2 separate regions of the Sus scrofa genome follow, and region 2 is linked to region 1. Evidence: chromatin contacts called from public HiChIP or PLAC-seq data. All regions are on one chromosome and are shown on one strand. Each heading gives the region's core, a stretch centred on a gene start, on an enhancer-like site or on the middle of the called end of the contact. The rest is flanking DNA. Distances are from core to core; before and after follow the strand shown.

Region 1 (7,331 bases), core at 2,527-5,026:
TATAGGTACTATGAAATCTTTGCTGTATTCATTATGTTGTACACCTTCGAGGCTGTCTCACACCCAATAGTTTGTACCTCCAACACTCCCACTTTTATATTGCCCCTCGGTTTCCTTCCCGCCTCTAGTAACTACTAGTTTGTTCTCTATATCTGTGAGTCTGCTTCTTTTTTGGTTTTATTCACTAGTTTTTGGTATTTTTAGATTCCATGTATAAGTGATTTCATATAGTGTTAGTCTTTCTCTGACCTATTTCACTTAGCATCATGCCCTCCAAGTCCATCCATATTGCTGCAAATAGCAGAATTTAATTCTTTTTTATGGCTGAGTAGTATTCTGTGTGTATGTGTGTACTACATCTTCGTTATTCATCTGTTACTGGACACTGAGGTTGCTTCCATTATCTTGTCCATTATAAATAATTCTGGGCCATATGTCAGTTCTATTTTTCGTTTTTTGAAAAACCTCCATACTGTTCTCCGCAACGGCTCCACCAACTTACGTTCCCACCCACAGTGTAGGAGGCTTCTCTTTTCTCCACCTCCTCACCAGCATTTGGTATTTGTGCTCTTTTTGATAGCCACTATGACAGGTATGAGGTGATAGCTCGTGGTGGTTTCGTCTGCATTTCCGTGGTGATTAGCCGTGTTGAGCATCTCTTCCTGTGCCTGTTGGCCATCTGCATTTCCTCTTTGGAAAAATGTCTGTTAGGTTTTTCTGACTGTTTTTTAATCAGGCTGTTTTGGAGTTTGGGGGTTTTTATTTTTGTTTTTGTTTTGATGTTGAGTTGTGTGAGCTGTTTATCAGTGTTGGATATTAACCCTTTACTGATCAATATCATTTGCGAATATTTGAAACACAAGGAATCAAGTGGTGCAGTTGGTGAGCGTCAGCCCAGCCATACCCGTCTTTTTCACTTCAAGCTTCGGAGTCTGGTTCAGACTTGAGCTGCGTGAGAAAAAGTTTAAATCAAATGTGAAAGTAAAACTTGGTAATTAGACTTGACCCAATTTTAACTTTAGAAAAGCTGTGATATTTGCCAGAGCTTTTATCACCAAGGCAGGAGAAAATACAAAGGATAGTTATGTGAAAGAATAAGGTTCCTCATAAACAGAAAATAAACCAAAATGTCTAACTGTATAATAGTGGTCAAATAGATTATATAACTTCACAAGTGGGTAGGTTATTTAGCCATTTAACACTGTGTTTCCAGAAGTTCCTGCTATGGCGCAGTGGGTTAAAAATCCAATTGCAGCAGCTTGGGTCACGGCAGAGGCTCAGGTTCCATCCCTGGCCTGGTGCAGTGGGTTAAAGGATCTAGTGTCAGCTTCAATCCCTAGCCTGGGAATTTCCATATACTCTGAGTACAGCCATAAAAAAATAATAATATCTGCTAAAACTATGTTTCCAGAGAACTATTAGTGATGTTAAAATAAAAAAGGAAAAAGTCGGGATATAAATCTATAATATGAGAATTCCCATCTCTTACCTGGATTACTGTAAAGGCCCTACTTATCACTTTTCTGCTGCTTCAGTATGTTTTTTCTGCTGCAGCTAGTCACCTGTCTACAACAGAAAGCTGATGTCACACATGGCCTTCGGGATAAAAAAAAAAAAAATCTCTATTTCTTTTCATAGTTTACTTATCTCTCTCTGGTCCTGCCTGTCTCTCCTACTGCATTTTTCTCAACGATCCACTTCGTACCCTATTTTCAAATGCTTATCTCCAGCCCAGATATTTCCTCCAAGCTCCAGATACATATAGACAATAACATCCCCCTTTGGTGTGTCATAGGCACCTCAAATTTAACATATGCAAAATTAGGTGCTCTTTTTTGGAGTTCTAACTTTCAAACTGAACCTCTGGTCCCTCCCTTCAACACACCAAATGTTGTCCTGTGCTGATCTTTTCTAATTCAGTAAATGATCCCTCTACCTACCCAGTCAACTAAAGCCAGAAATTTAGGAATCACCATTGAGTTTCAGCTCCTTTCTAACTTCTCTTTGCACGTGGACCCTCTTGGCCTCTGATCCCTCACTACATCCATGTATTTCAGCCTCTTAAGTTCCATTTCTAACTGGTTGTTCTCTAACCCTAGCCCCAGTTCACATTACTAAGAGAGAGATTCCGATTGACTCAGCTTTATCCCTACTAGTTTTTTGATGTCCTGAAGGAAGGGTCAGCCTATCTTGTTGGTTCTGTTGTTTTTCATAGTTTTTCAGCAGGTTCCCTCACTTTTGGAATTGGTAAGAAAAAGGTTTTGCACCTTTTTTTAAAGCCTCATCCGGAGTGAGAAGACATGGCCAAGTAGAGGTAGGAAGGATAAAGCTTCAAACTGATATAAATGGTTGATGAAGGCTTCTGACATGTCCGCTGTTACGCCTGAACACTGAGTATTTCACGTCAGTTATTTTTGTTTTATGTCTAGACTTTTTACTTTTTTTTTTCTTCAATGAAAGCTTTCTTGAGATATTCACATACCACAAAATTCACCCTTTTAAATAAGTATCCAGGCATATCTAGGTAATTTTGTGAGTTCAGTTTTCAGACCACTGCAATAAAGTATGATAGTAATGTGAGTCATATGATGTTTACGGCTTCCCAGTGCAAATACAAGTTATGTTTACACTATACTGTCATCTGCTAAGTGTGCAATAGCATTATGTCTCAAAATGCTTTTAATTAAGCTGTAATTTAAAATACTTTCTTGGTGAAAATGCAAAAACAATTACAGTAGTAACATCTGAGATCATTGATCTCAGATCCCTGAATATAATAATAATGAAATTTTATGAAATATTGTGAGAATTACCCAAATGTGACACAGAGACAGGAGGTGAGCAAAATGCTGTAGGAAGGATGGCTCCGATAGACTTGGTCTGTGCGGGGCTGCCACAGACCTTCAGGTTGTGAAAAACACGGTGTCTGCAAAACGCAGTAAAACAGGGTATGCCTGTACAATCAGTGGGATTTTTTTTTTTCTTTTCGTATATTCAGAGTTATGCAACCATTTCTGCTACCTACTTTTAGAACACTTAGTTCCTTTTTAAACTTTTGTTTTTAGCTCTCTGCTGACAATTTCAAATCACATTCTTTCTCTCTCCTCAAACATAGTAAGCATTGTGGTTTATGCTCCGATTACTCCAGTAACTCACATGCCTGTTGGTCTGCTGCTGATGTTCATTGCTTCTGCCAGCTTTAGCTTTAGTCATTTCCTGTGCGCCTAGTTACTTTTTAATTGTGTGCTAGATGGGGTTTTTTGTAAAATTGTTTTCAAAGGGCACCTGTGAGCACTAGCAATCCTGCATCACCCCAGGCCAGTTTTTAGGGGTTGTAATTATTTGAAGAGAACTGCAGACCCCATGAGGCCTGTCCCCATCAGGCTCAGTGTTATTCATGGGTATAGCCTTTCAGGCCTCTGCAACGGGAAAGTTTTCATTTGGGTCCCTTCCACCCTGCCCTTATGAGGCCCTGGCCTCTAATCCTTGTGTTCTTAGGAGGCCCTAGGAGGTTTTCAGAAGCTCAGACACACACGTTTCTGTTACCCACTCTGGGATCATCAAATGCTCCCAGGGTAAAACACCAGCATCGTCTCTCTGGCTCTCCGTCCTTGCGTGAATCTTGGCCTGATAGTTCTTCACTATCTTGTATGCCTGCAAGTAGATGTATTTAGTATTTTTGTCCAGATTTTCTAATTGTCCTCAGTGTGAGGACTGATCCGGATAACCTAATCTGCCATCACTGAAAATGAAAGTTCTTTCAGTTTCGTTTTTAACTGAAGACATACTTGTTAGCCAGACCTAGTGAACCTACCTCTGGTAGCACAGTGAGTTCATATACATCCAGACTACAGCCCCCAGACCCCCACTGCTCCCTTCATAGAACCTTTATGGCATAGGGAGCTCAGACTGGGTATCTCAGTGCTGCAGCCTGATGGGTTCTGGGTGCTAAGGGGTTAGCTAAGGCCTTACCCCTGCCTTCATGAAGCCTGCAGTCTGCCCTTTCTTTCCTAAAGCGTCCAACCTTTATGGGCCATTGTTCCCATTCAAAAGCGTCTCTGTCCTCAGCTGCTCTCTTAAATTGCTATAATTTGTCATGATTTCAACTTTCCTTCCTCTGAGTAAACTCTTTCCCAGCCTTCTTACTGTTCTTGCAGCAATAAAGGTCAGTCTGAACCCAGCATTCAGGTCTCACCCTGTCCTTCTCTCAACCTCATGGCCCATAAAACACTCACCCTCAACCATTGCCCCATCTCTGAATGCATGTGGTTTGGCACATACTGCTTTGTCCTCCTAGACTTAGCATCACCTCCACTGAGAAGTCTTCCCTGATTCTCCCAGGCTACGTCAGCCTGAATTGATATTCTGCTTCTCCAGGTCTGTTTCCTTAGTGGGACAAACATTTTGAAGCCAGTGTCAATGTTTTTATTTCATCATCTCTAGCACTTGGTACTTAAGAGGTGTCAGTAAATATGGAATGATCTCATTTCCCAAGTCCCACCCGTTCCCTAATTCATGGTCTTTTCTGCCAGTCTCATGAATCTTTCTCCCCAGGCACCTCCATCATTTTTCTAGCCCTTAATGGAAGGCATGCCAGCTGCTTATTTGCCTCCATCACCCCCAGACACAGGGAGTTCAGTGGGGCGCTGTAATTGTGGGGCGCCACCTGCTGGTGGGAAGGTTTCTTGGACAGTGATTCAGGACTGCAGATAGAAGGGGTCCTTAACCTTAAGGTGTTCTTTGTAGATCCACTTCTCAGAATAACATTTTCAGATGCACAGGATAAAGCGCATAGATCACAAGTAAAACTTTGGAGTTCCCATCGTAGCTCAGTGGTTAACAAACCCAGCTAGTGTCCATGAGGACACGGGTCTGATCCCTGGCCTTGCTCATTGGGTTTAAGGATCTGTGGTGTAAGCTGGCAGCTGCAGCTCTGATTTGACCCCTAGCCTGGGAACCTCCATGTGCCACGGGTGTGGCCCTAAAAAGACAAAAAACAAAACAAAACAAGATTACAAGTAAAACCAGTAATAATGAAATAGAGGTATCAAAATATTAGAAAAATTGTATTTTATTTAGATGTAATATATGTTATATATATATTGCTCATTAAATAACAAGATCTGGCAATAGGTTCAATAACTACTATAATTTCAAAATAATGAACGAAAATGATAATTGGGAGATGTCTGCAATAGCTGTAATGTGAGATGAAATCTCTGTGATTTGTACTGCTGATAACATTAGAGTTTGGTGCCTGTGCGCATAAAGGAAATGCTGATTTTCACTTAGAGGTTGGTGAAACTAAAGACCAAATCTTTCCCATCCATATACAAAGAGTCCCTGAGTACCCATGGATCTCGTGTGTGTGTGTATGTGTGTGTGTGAAGAAGGACCCTGGACTGCAGGTTAAGAACCCCGGAATGGGGTTTTAGATGTATGGTTGAAACGTTTAAATATGGCAGAGATGGTAGCTAGGGGTTAAGTGTGTGTGTGTGACTCTTGCTGAGTGTATGGGGCACAGTTGGCAGGAGAGAAGTCGGGGAGAGAGTCCACCTTCGAATCCCATAGGAATCACCTGGCAGTGTTGCCAGCCTTGGCCTGACTCTCCCCTTACCAGTGTCTGTTCCCTCATTTATAAAACAGGAATGCCAGTGTCTTCCTTATGCGTGTTGTTGAAAGGATTCAATAAGCTAACATGTAAAAACCCTTGGGAGTCAAATGTTTTTGTTAAGTGAGAATGATTCTAAATGTAGAAAACGCACACACACACACCAAACCAAGCATAACCTCTTTCAGTATAGAAACCCCAGAGTCCGACCGGCTCTACAACCTGGGAGGCCCCAGTGTACTCAGCAGAGAGTAACCCGTTTCTTATCCAGCAGATGTAGGTAAAATCTTCCCTGCCTTTCCCAGCTCAATACAAAAGAACAAGCTCAGATGCAAAGTTTCTCACCTTGTTATTTTATTAGAAGCATATTTACATTCTTGCAGTTAACTTTGCAGAGAAGATTTTACAAAAATTCTGTATAAAATTTGGAAACTACGTAAAAATAACTTCTGTCCTTCATAAAGGGGAAAATATAAGTTAGTTACATTTACTCTGCTAAAAAATGACTGAAAATGAGAAACAGTTTCGCCTGTCCCTTCCAGAGAAAACATGAGCACAGAGCACAGGGAATACTGCATGGGCTTTCTCAGTGATGGGCTCTGCACGCCGGCTCCATTGTGAGTGAGGCTGGGAGACCCAACCAAACCCCAACCAGAAAGGACAGGGGAGCTGGTAGGGCTTGGGCAGCACTGAGCAGGAAGCAGCAACTCCCTGAATGAGATTCCAAAGTGAAAGACAAACCAAATAAGGGAATGATCAAAGACTTCCCCTTGAACCATGAAATAGGCATTTCATCTAATACTCATTCTCACACTCCAGGCTACAAAGGCAGGACTGTATTTTAAAGCCCATCAGCCCTGTCATTGGTCAATGCCTGACCATCCACCAATGCTGGCCCTGCCTGGTGGACCTGGGTCTGTGTTCTGCAGTTACACTGCTGCTATTCCCTTTTTCCCAGCACCTGTGCACCAGAGAGACTCACAGGGGATCATTATTTCCCTTGTCTCATTTGTGTGAGACCTGAAAATTGTTGCTCCTGAGGCAGGCAAAGCTGAGTGCTCCCTAAGCCACAGGGACCAACACCTTCCCGCGCTGATACTTCCCAGACTATCTTTACTGCATCTGTAAGAAGTAGGAGCCCCAAGTCCCTTTTCCTGTTAAATGGCTAACCTCCCATCCCAAGATGCAGTTACCACCAGTGCTCAGAAAACTCCAGGGAATTGCCTTAGAAAGATAAAGCATCAGACCTTAACCTATAGGAGTGAAGAAAGAAAGTCCTCCCACAGTGCGTCAGCCACCTCATCACCAGCAAAGTAGCACCCAGACTCAGTACACCTATTTCATTCCTTAAAATCACCTGCAGTTTTCTGCTTTGTTTGTTTGTTTTTTAAAGCAGGTATCTTCCCAAAGAAGACATAAAGGTGAAAAAAAGTTTTCTTTGTAAGTAAACCGAATGCCGGTTTGAGCTTCTGCTTTTATTGGGTTATCAACACTCTGCAGCCTGTCGGGATCAGAATCCGTGGGAAGCCAGATGAGTCACTCAGAGGCCCCGGATTCCATCTGAGATGCAGAAGCTTTGTGTCTGCCAGGTTCCTGGAGGCAGGAAGCACTACGTTTTCTCCATGATGCCTTTTCTCCCTGAACAGAAGTCCCAGTGACTGCCAGCCTCCGTCTGAAGCGTAAGGCCAGACTCTGAATTAGGCGGGACACAAGGCAGAGA
Region 2 (6,779 bases), core at 4,137-6,636, 550 kb before region 1:
TCTAAGGCTGCTTGAGGATTAGTAGTGTCTCCAAATACAATAGTGGATTCGGCTAGTTCTCCTGGCCCTCCTAAGAGATTTGTCGCACACATTTTGATGTTTTGTGACCAGGCCATACACATTAAGGATTGTTATGTCTTCTTAGAGTGCTGACCCCCTTTTTCATTGTATGATGTCCCTCTTTATCCCTTTAAAATTTTGGACTTTGAGTAAAGCAGATTGCCCTCCATAGTGTGGGTGGGCCTCACCCAATCAGGTAAAGGTCTGAATAGGCCTGAAAAGACTGACCTCCCCAGAGCAAGAGGGAATTCTGCAGCAGATGGCCTTTGGACTTGAATTGCAACAGGAGCTCTTATCTGGGTCTCCAGTCCTCTGTCCACGCCTGCAGATTTTGAAGACAACCTCTATGACTTGGACATGGTGATGACTTTTTAGATACAACACCAAAGGTATGATCCATGAAAGAAATAATTGCTAAGCTGCACTTCATTAAAATGGCAAACTTCTGCTCTGTGAAAGACAATGTCAAGAGATGGAGAAGACAAGCCCCAGACCAGGAGAAAAATCTTTGTAAAAGACATATTTGAAAAATGACTGCTATTGAAAATAAATGAAGCATTCTTAAAACTTAACCATAAGGAAATGAACAAGGCAACTAAAAAATGGGCAAAAGTTCTCCTGAACAGACATCTCACCAAAGAGGATATACAGGTGACAAGGAAGCATATAAGACATGTGAAAAAGTGTTCAACATCATATATTGTTAGGGAATTTCCAATTAAGATGACAATACGGTAACATTACACACCTATGAGAATGGCTAAATCCAAAATACTGACAACACCAAATGTTGGTGGTGAGGTAAAGCAACAGGAACCCTAATTCATTGTTGGTAAGAATGCAAAATGGTACAGCCACTATGGAACACATTTTGGCAGTTTCTTATAAAACTAAACATACTCTTACTATATGACTGAGCAGTTGTGCTCCTTGATATTTATCCGAATGAACTAAAAACATATGCTACCACATAAACCTGCATGTGGATATTTATATACACTTTATTTATAATTGCCAAAACTTGGAGGTAACTAAGATGTCCTTCGGTAGGTGAATGGATTAATCAACTGTGGTACATCCAGACAAGGGAGTATTATTCAGCACTAAACAGAAATGGGCTATCAAGTCATGAAAAGACATGGAAGAAACTTAAATGTATATACCAGGAGAAAGATGGTAATCTGAAAAGGCTGTTCCCCATTTATCCCAACCATCTGGCATTCTGGAAAAGGTGAAACTATCAAGGCAGCAACAGATTAGTGATTTCCAGGGGTTAGGGAGGTGAGAATAGATGGAGCACAGAGGATTTTTAGGGAAGAAACTCTTTTTTATGATACGGCAATGGTGGATACATGTCATTATATATCTTTCCAAACCCATAGAATGTACAACACCAAGAGTGAACAGAACGTAAACCATGGACTTTGGGTGGTAATGACGTGTCCATGTAGGTTCATTATTGTAACAAATGTACCGGCTCTGGAGCAGGATGAGGTGAGGGAGCTTATGCCTGTTTGGGACAGGGGCTTATGGGAACTCTGTATTTTCCACTCAATTTTGCTGTGAACCTAAAATTGCTAAGAAAAAAAAAAAAACAAAGTTTATTCATTTTTTCTTTTTTTATTTTATGATTTTTATTTTTTCTGTTATAGTTTATTTACAGGGTTCTGTCAATTTCTACTATACAGCAAAGTGAGCCAGCTGTACATACATATATTCTTTCTCTCACATTATCCTCCATCATGTTCCATCACAAGTGACCAGATAGAGTTCCCCGAGCTATACGGCAGGATCTCATTGCTTATCCACTCTAAATGCAATAGTTCGCATCTATTAACCCCAGACTCCCAGTCCATGCCACTCCCTTGCCCTCCCTCCCCCTTGGCATCCACAAGTCTGTTCTCCAAGTCCATGAGTTTCTTTTCTGTGGAAAGGTTCACTTGCGCCATATTAAAAAACAAAGTTTATTGATTTAAGGAAATCATCCCGTCAACAGAACCACTATCAAGAGCAGCATATCATACTTCCCCCTGTGGAAGAGTGGATTAAAAATCTGACTGCAGCAGCTTGGGTCACTGAAGAGGAACAAGTTCGATCCCTGGCCCAGTGCAGTGGGTTGAAGGTTAAAGTGGGTTAAAGGATCTGGCATTACTGCAGCTTGGATTCAATCCCTGGCCTGGGAACTTCCATATGCCATGGGAGCAGCCTTAAAAAGAAAAAAAAAAAGGAGCAGCATATCTTTTTGGAAAATGTTTTATAAAATGTCTGTCTATATTATATATGCATTTATTATTTCTACAACTTTGCTTTTTACCTTATTTTGTTTTAGCTCTCTTTCATTGATACTAACATCCCCTTTTCTTCAATGGATGAATATTGTACCATAATTTATTTAATCCTTTTTACCACTCATTTGCATTATTTTAAACTTCTTACTATAAATGCCATAACAAAATTTCTCTCTGTATGTGTCTGCCCAAGTTTTACTCTAAAAATTTTTTTTTGGTCATGCCCTTGGCATGTCCTAGTTCCTGGGCCATGGGTCCAACCTGAGCCACAGCAGTGACCCAAGCTGCTGCAGTGATGACGCTGGATCCTTAACCTACTGCACCACAAAAGAACTCGCCCAAGTTTTACTTTAAGATAAATTCTAGATGTGAACTTGTTCCATTATCTTCCAAAAATGTCGACTTTATTTACATTGCCACTAACACTATATGACAAGATCTGTTTTCTCATACTCTCAGTACAAATATCAACCTTTAAAATCTTCATCAAAGAAGCAAACTTTTTAATTTTGTTTCAAGATAGAGTTTTATGATTACCGGTGAGCTGAGGACCTTTTCACACATTTAATGGCCATTTGCAGTTCTCTGTGATGCCTTTAAATGCCATTGCACATTGTACATCCTCTCAGTATTTTTCCTTGAAGCAGTACTGCTTTTAAATATCTCAAAGAGCTCAGCACAGCATTTAAGGCATAGCAAATGATTGAATAAATGCATGGAAAAGCTGGACCACTTCAGGTCTCAGAGATGGTACACGGTATGGAGAAATTCCGTGTGTCCTGTTGTGAGGAGTTCTGGAGGTTCCTCCCTTGTGCAAGGGCCTGGTGCTAGGACCAAGAACGCCCTCCCGCCCAATGTAAGAATGTGGAGCTCAGCATCCTCTCAGACAACCACGTTCTCACTTTAGTGGGTGCCTGCTGGAGTAAAAGACACTACATTTATGAACTTCGTAAGAGAGATGTGTTTCGGAGGAATTACTCTGCAAAAAATCGTAGAGCTGGATACTAGTGAGATGTCCTGAGAAAAGATAAAGAACAATAACCTGGGAAACCTCCAACGATTACTGCTGAGTGGGCACTGAAGAATGGGCCACACCCACTGGTGTTCCAGCCAATCAGAATGTTCAGAGTCCAGACTAATTCAGCCAACCAGACCTCAGCATTCTCTGATGCAGCGTCTGGTGGCCCTGCTAGTAACCGATTTCGGCCGATGACAGAACTTTAGGGGCTCAGCTGGAGAAGTGGTTGACCAGGGCACTTTTCAAGAATTAAGAGCCGATTGAAAAAGTAAAGTCCACCCAATTACTAACATAATAATTAACATTTACTGAGCAATTACACATCATTCATGTTCAAAATGCCCTCAGAAGTAGCCTGTCTCAAAGTGGTATGGAGTCCTTGCCCCTGACTGCCCCTGACTGCCCCACCACTCTGTGAAATAATAATTGTCATCACTGATATATTTAATGATTACTTCCTGTGTGCCAGGTACTGTGCCCTTAGACTTGAACTGCACCCAAGAAATGGATGCTCTTTTTTTTTTTTTAAATAGTCGCACCTGCTGGCATATGAAAATTCCCAGGGCAGGGGTCAAATCCCAGCTGTAACACAGGTTACACAGGTTCCGAGCTGCATTTGTGACCTATGCTGCAGCTTGCTGCAACGTAGGATCTTAACCCACTGAGTGAGACCAGGGATGGAACCTGCACACTCACAGAGACAATGTCGGTCCTTAACCTGCTGAGCCACAATGGGAACTCCAAGGTGGGTCCTCTTACCATTTCATTTACTTAGTGACTGATCAAATAATAATAATGAAAACTCTGAAACTTATATTACGTATGTCTCCTATTGGGAGAGACTTTGACAAAGGTGGAAAACGGGATTCTTGATCCTTCATGCAAAACCAAACCAAACAACCCAAATCCCAAACCCAAAGTCTAGCCCACGTTGTTATTTAACAAATGTGCGTGGACTGAATGAATAAGTGGGGGAGTGAGACATTACAGGAGACCCACCGGAGAGCCACCAAGAGTGATAGACGACAATGCATGGTAGGACCCAATAAATGTTGGCTGAATGCTTGAATACAGGACTGGAAAAGGACTGCGTGTAATTAGGATCCAAGGCAGAAGATGTGAGAAATGGACTTCAGGACAGTGGGACCTGGGTGCTTCACTTCCTTTGCCCTGTCCCAACCTCCCACGTGGTCATCAGAGCTTTAAAATCAGTTTCTGAATGGGTCCCCTGCAGGTGGCCCCAAGGTCCAGGAGTGCTCACATTTACATTCAGAGGCTCCAGGACTGTCAGGTGAACACACACAGACCTTGAGTCACAAGCACATAGTCCCACACGTGGGTGGTTGTGTTTATTATCCTGTGTACACCCCCATGACGACTCCCACACGGCTTTGAGGATCTGGCGGAATTCCTGAAAAAGGAATTCACTCCCTACTCCCTTTTGTTGCGGTTGATGGTTTGATGGCTCAATCGCCCACCACTTTTACTAGGCACCTGCTGTGGGCCCAGCACTGTGCTGAGCCGGTGGGGGTGGGGTGGCAGCGTGTCCTTGAGGGACAGGAGAGAGCGTCCCCAACTTAGGAATCAGGAAGACTCAGGTTAAGGGCGGGCGGGAACCCAGGGCGGTGCTGGTGGGCCCGTTTGGGAGAGCTCGTCAGAAAAGCTACGCAGAGCTGGCTCCAGTTCAGACATCTTCCAGGAACACAGCAAACAACCACATTTTACTAATTATAGCAAAGGAAAACACGCTGCGATTACAGCTAAATTACATTAAGACATAACTGGCAGGCTCGGCCAGGGCTCTATCTCTCTGGCTCAGCTTTCAGCCAGGCTGGGCGGGGACACAGGCAGGCAGGCGGGCAGGCCAGCGAGGCCTTGGCCGGGGAGGGCCCCTTAGCCCCGTTCTCTGTGGGGTCATGACCCTGGCATGACTTTGGGGAGTCTCAGGGCCAGTCCCTGTTTGTATGACCAACAACTTCTCCTCCCCAAAAGGGGCTTCCCCAGGCCCCCCGGGCTGGAACCACATGCTGAGAGGGCCGCTGAGTCATTCTGTCCCTCTCGGAGCAGAGGGTCAGAGAACATCAGGGCTGCAAGGCAGCCCGGGGCCAGAGCTTTCGTACGTAGGAGGTAACTTGAGTGGGTTGTTTTTGCAAAACTTCTCTCCTGCTTGCAGCCACCGACTCTGTCTTTTTCTTCCAGGCCCGTGGTCTGCACCTGCCCCAAAGGGCCTAGCACCTGTTTGGGGAATGGGGGTTTGGATCCGCTGCCCCCATTCTCCCTGTAATTCTTCTCAGAGGACCAACATCTGATTCGTGCCTCACTGGTAGGAAGGAGGGAAAGAAGGAAAGACGAGGAAGGAAGGAGGGAGGGAAGGAGGCAGGGAGGAAGAGGAGGGAAGAGGCAGGCTGGAATCAGCGGAGGACAGACTTACCTGGGTGCTCTCCAAAAGCCAGGCATTTTCCAAATAGTATCTTCTTGACTCTTCACAACAGCCTTGAGGATAGGAATCCAGCCTATGCTTCCATGGGTTCTAGAGCTGCACATTCTGTAGGTGTTCACTAATCATTTCATGATTTCTTTCTTTTTTTTCTCTTTAGGGCCACACCTGCAGCATGTGGAAGTTCCCAGGCTAGGGGTCGAATTGGAGCTGGAGCTGTGAGCCTACACCACAGCCACAGCAATTCAGGATCTGAGCCATGTCCGTGACCTACACCGCAGCTCGTGGCCACGCTGGATCCTTAACCCACTGAGAGAGGCCAAGGATGGAACCCACGTCCTCATTGATACTAGTTGGGTTTGTTAGTTCTGAGCCAAAGTGGGAACTCCCTCATTAATTTCTTGAAGTGAGGCCAGACTGCTAGGTCATACTGCTATTTGTAGGAGGGGCTACTGGAGCTTGGCTGGGACAGTGACAATCATGATGGGGCTGGGATTCAAATTCAGCAGTTTGGCTCCAAAGCCCCCTCACCCATTCCCATACCCAGGCTGCTCACCTTTGGGTGCTAATGAGAGTGGCCACTCTGGTGATCACCGAGCCCTCAGGTATGATGGGAGCTTGGCATCCAGCCTCAACTTTGTTGAGCTTGGGGCTGAACCAAGGGTATGCTTTTATTCTGCCAGACACTATGCTTTAAAATGCATGATCTCAGAGTTCCTGTCGTGGCTCAGCGGAACCGAATTTGACTAGTATCCATGAGGACGCAGGTTCGATCCCTGGCCTCCGTCAGTGGGTTAAGGATCTGGTGTTGCCGTGAGTGGAGGTGTAGGTTGCAGACGTGGCTTGGATCTGATGTGACTGTGGCTGTGGTGTAGGCCAGTGGATACAGCTCTGATTTGACCCCTAGCCTGGGAACATCCGTATGCCATAGGTGCAGCCCTAAGAAGACAATAAATAAATAATAATAATAATCCAT

The links. HiChIP or PLAC-seq counts read pairs in DNA pulled down with a chosen protein or histone mark.
Region 2: an H3K27ac HiChIP or PLAC-seq map of alveolar macrophages shows a contact between it and region 1. The contact joins two enhancer-like sites. A contact is called at or near these places in 1 of 47 Hi-C or Micro-C datasets (embryonic fibroblasts) and 1 of 2 datasets of contacts at active chromatin or transcription factors (alveolar macrophages).

Annotation. Positions count from the first base shown.
Region 1 is chr16:52,138,991-52,146,321 of Sscrofa11.1, reverse strand. STK10 (serine/threonine-protein kinase 10) reads right to left here. Exons shown (of 19, transcript XM_021077114.1): 19 at 5,944-7,331. Among named protein-coding and RNA genes, the nearest start is that of FBXW11, 70 kb to the left of the region's middle. Within about 2 kb of position 3,776, at least 32 of the 83 cell types and tissues checked have an H3K27ac peak or open chromatin away from gene starts, as enhancers often do. A contact at or near this core is called in alveolar macrophages and embryonic fibroblasts, where this site is marked.
Region 2 is chr16:52,691,083-52,697,861 of Sscrofa11.1, reverse strand. No RefSeq gene overlaps it. Among named protein-coding and RNA genes, the nearest start is that of FGF18, 66 kb to the left of the region's middle. Within about 2 kb of position 5,386, at least 28 of the 83 cell types and tissues checked have an H3K27ac peak or open chromatin away from gene starts, as enhancers often do. A contact at or near this core is called in alveolar macrophages and embryonic fibroblasts, where this site is marked.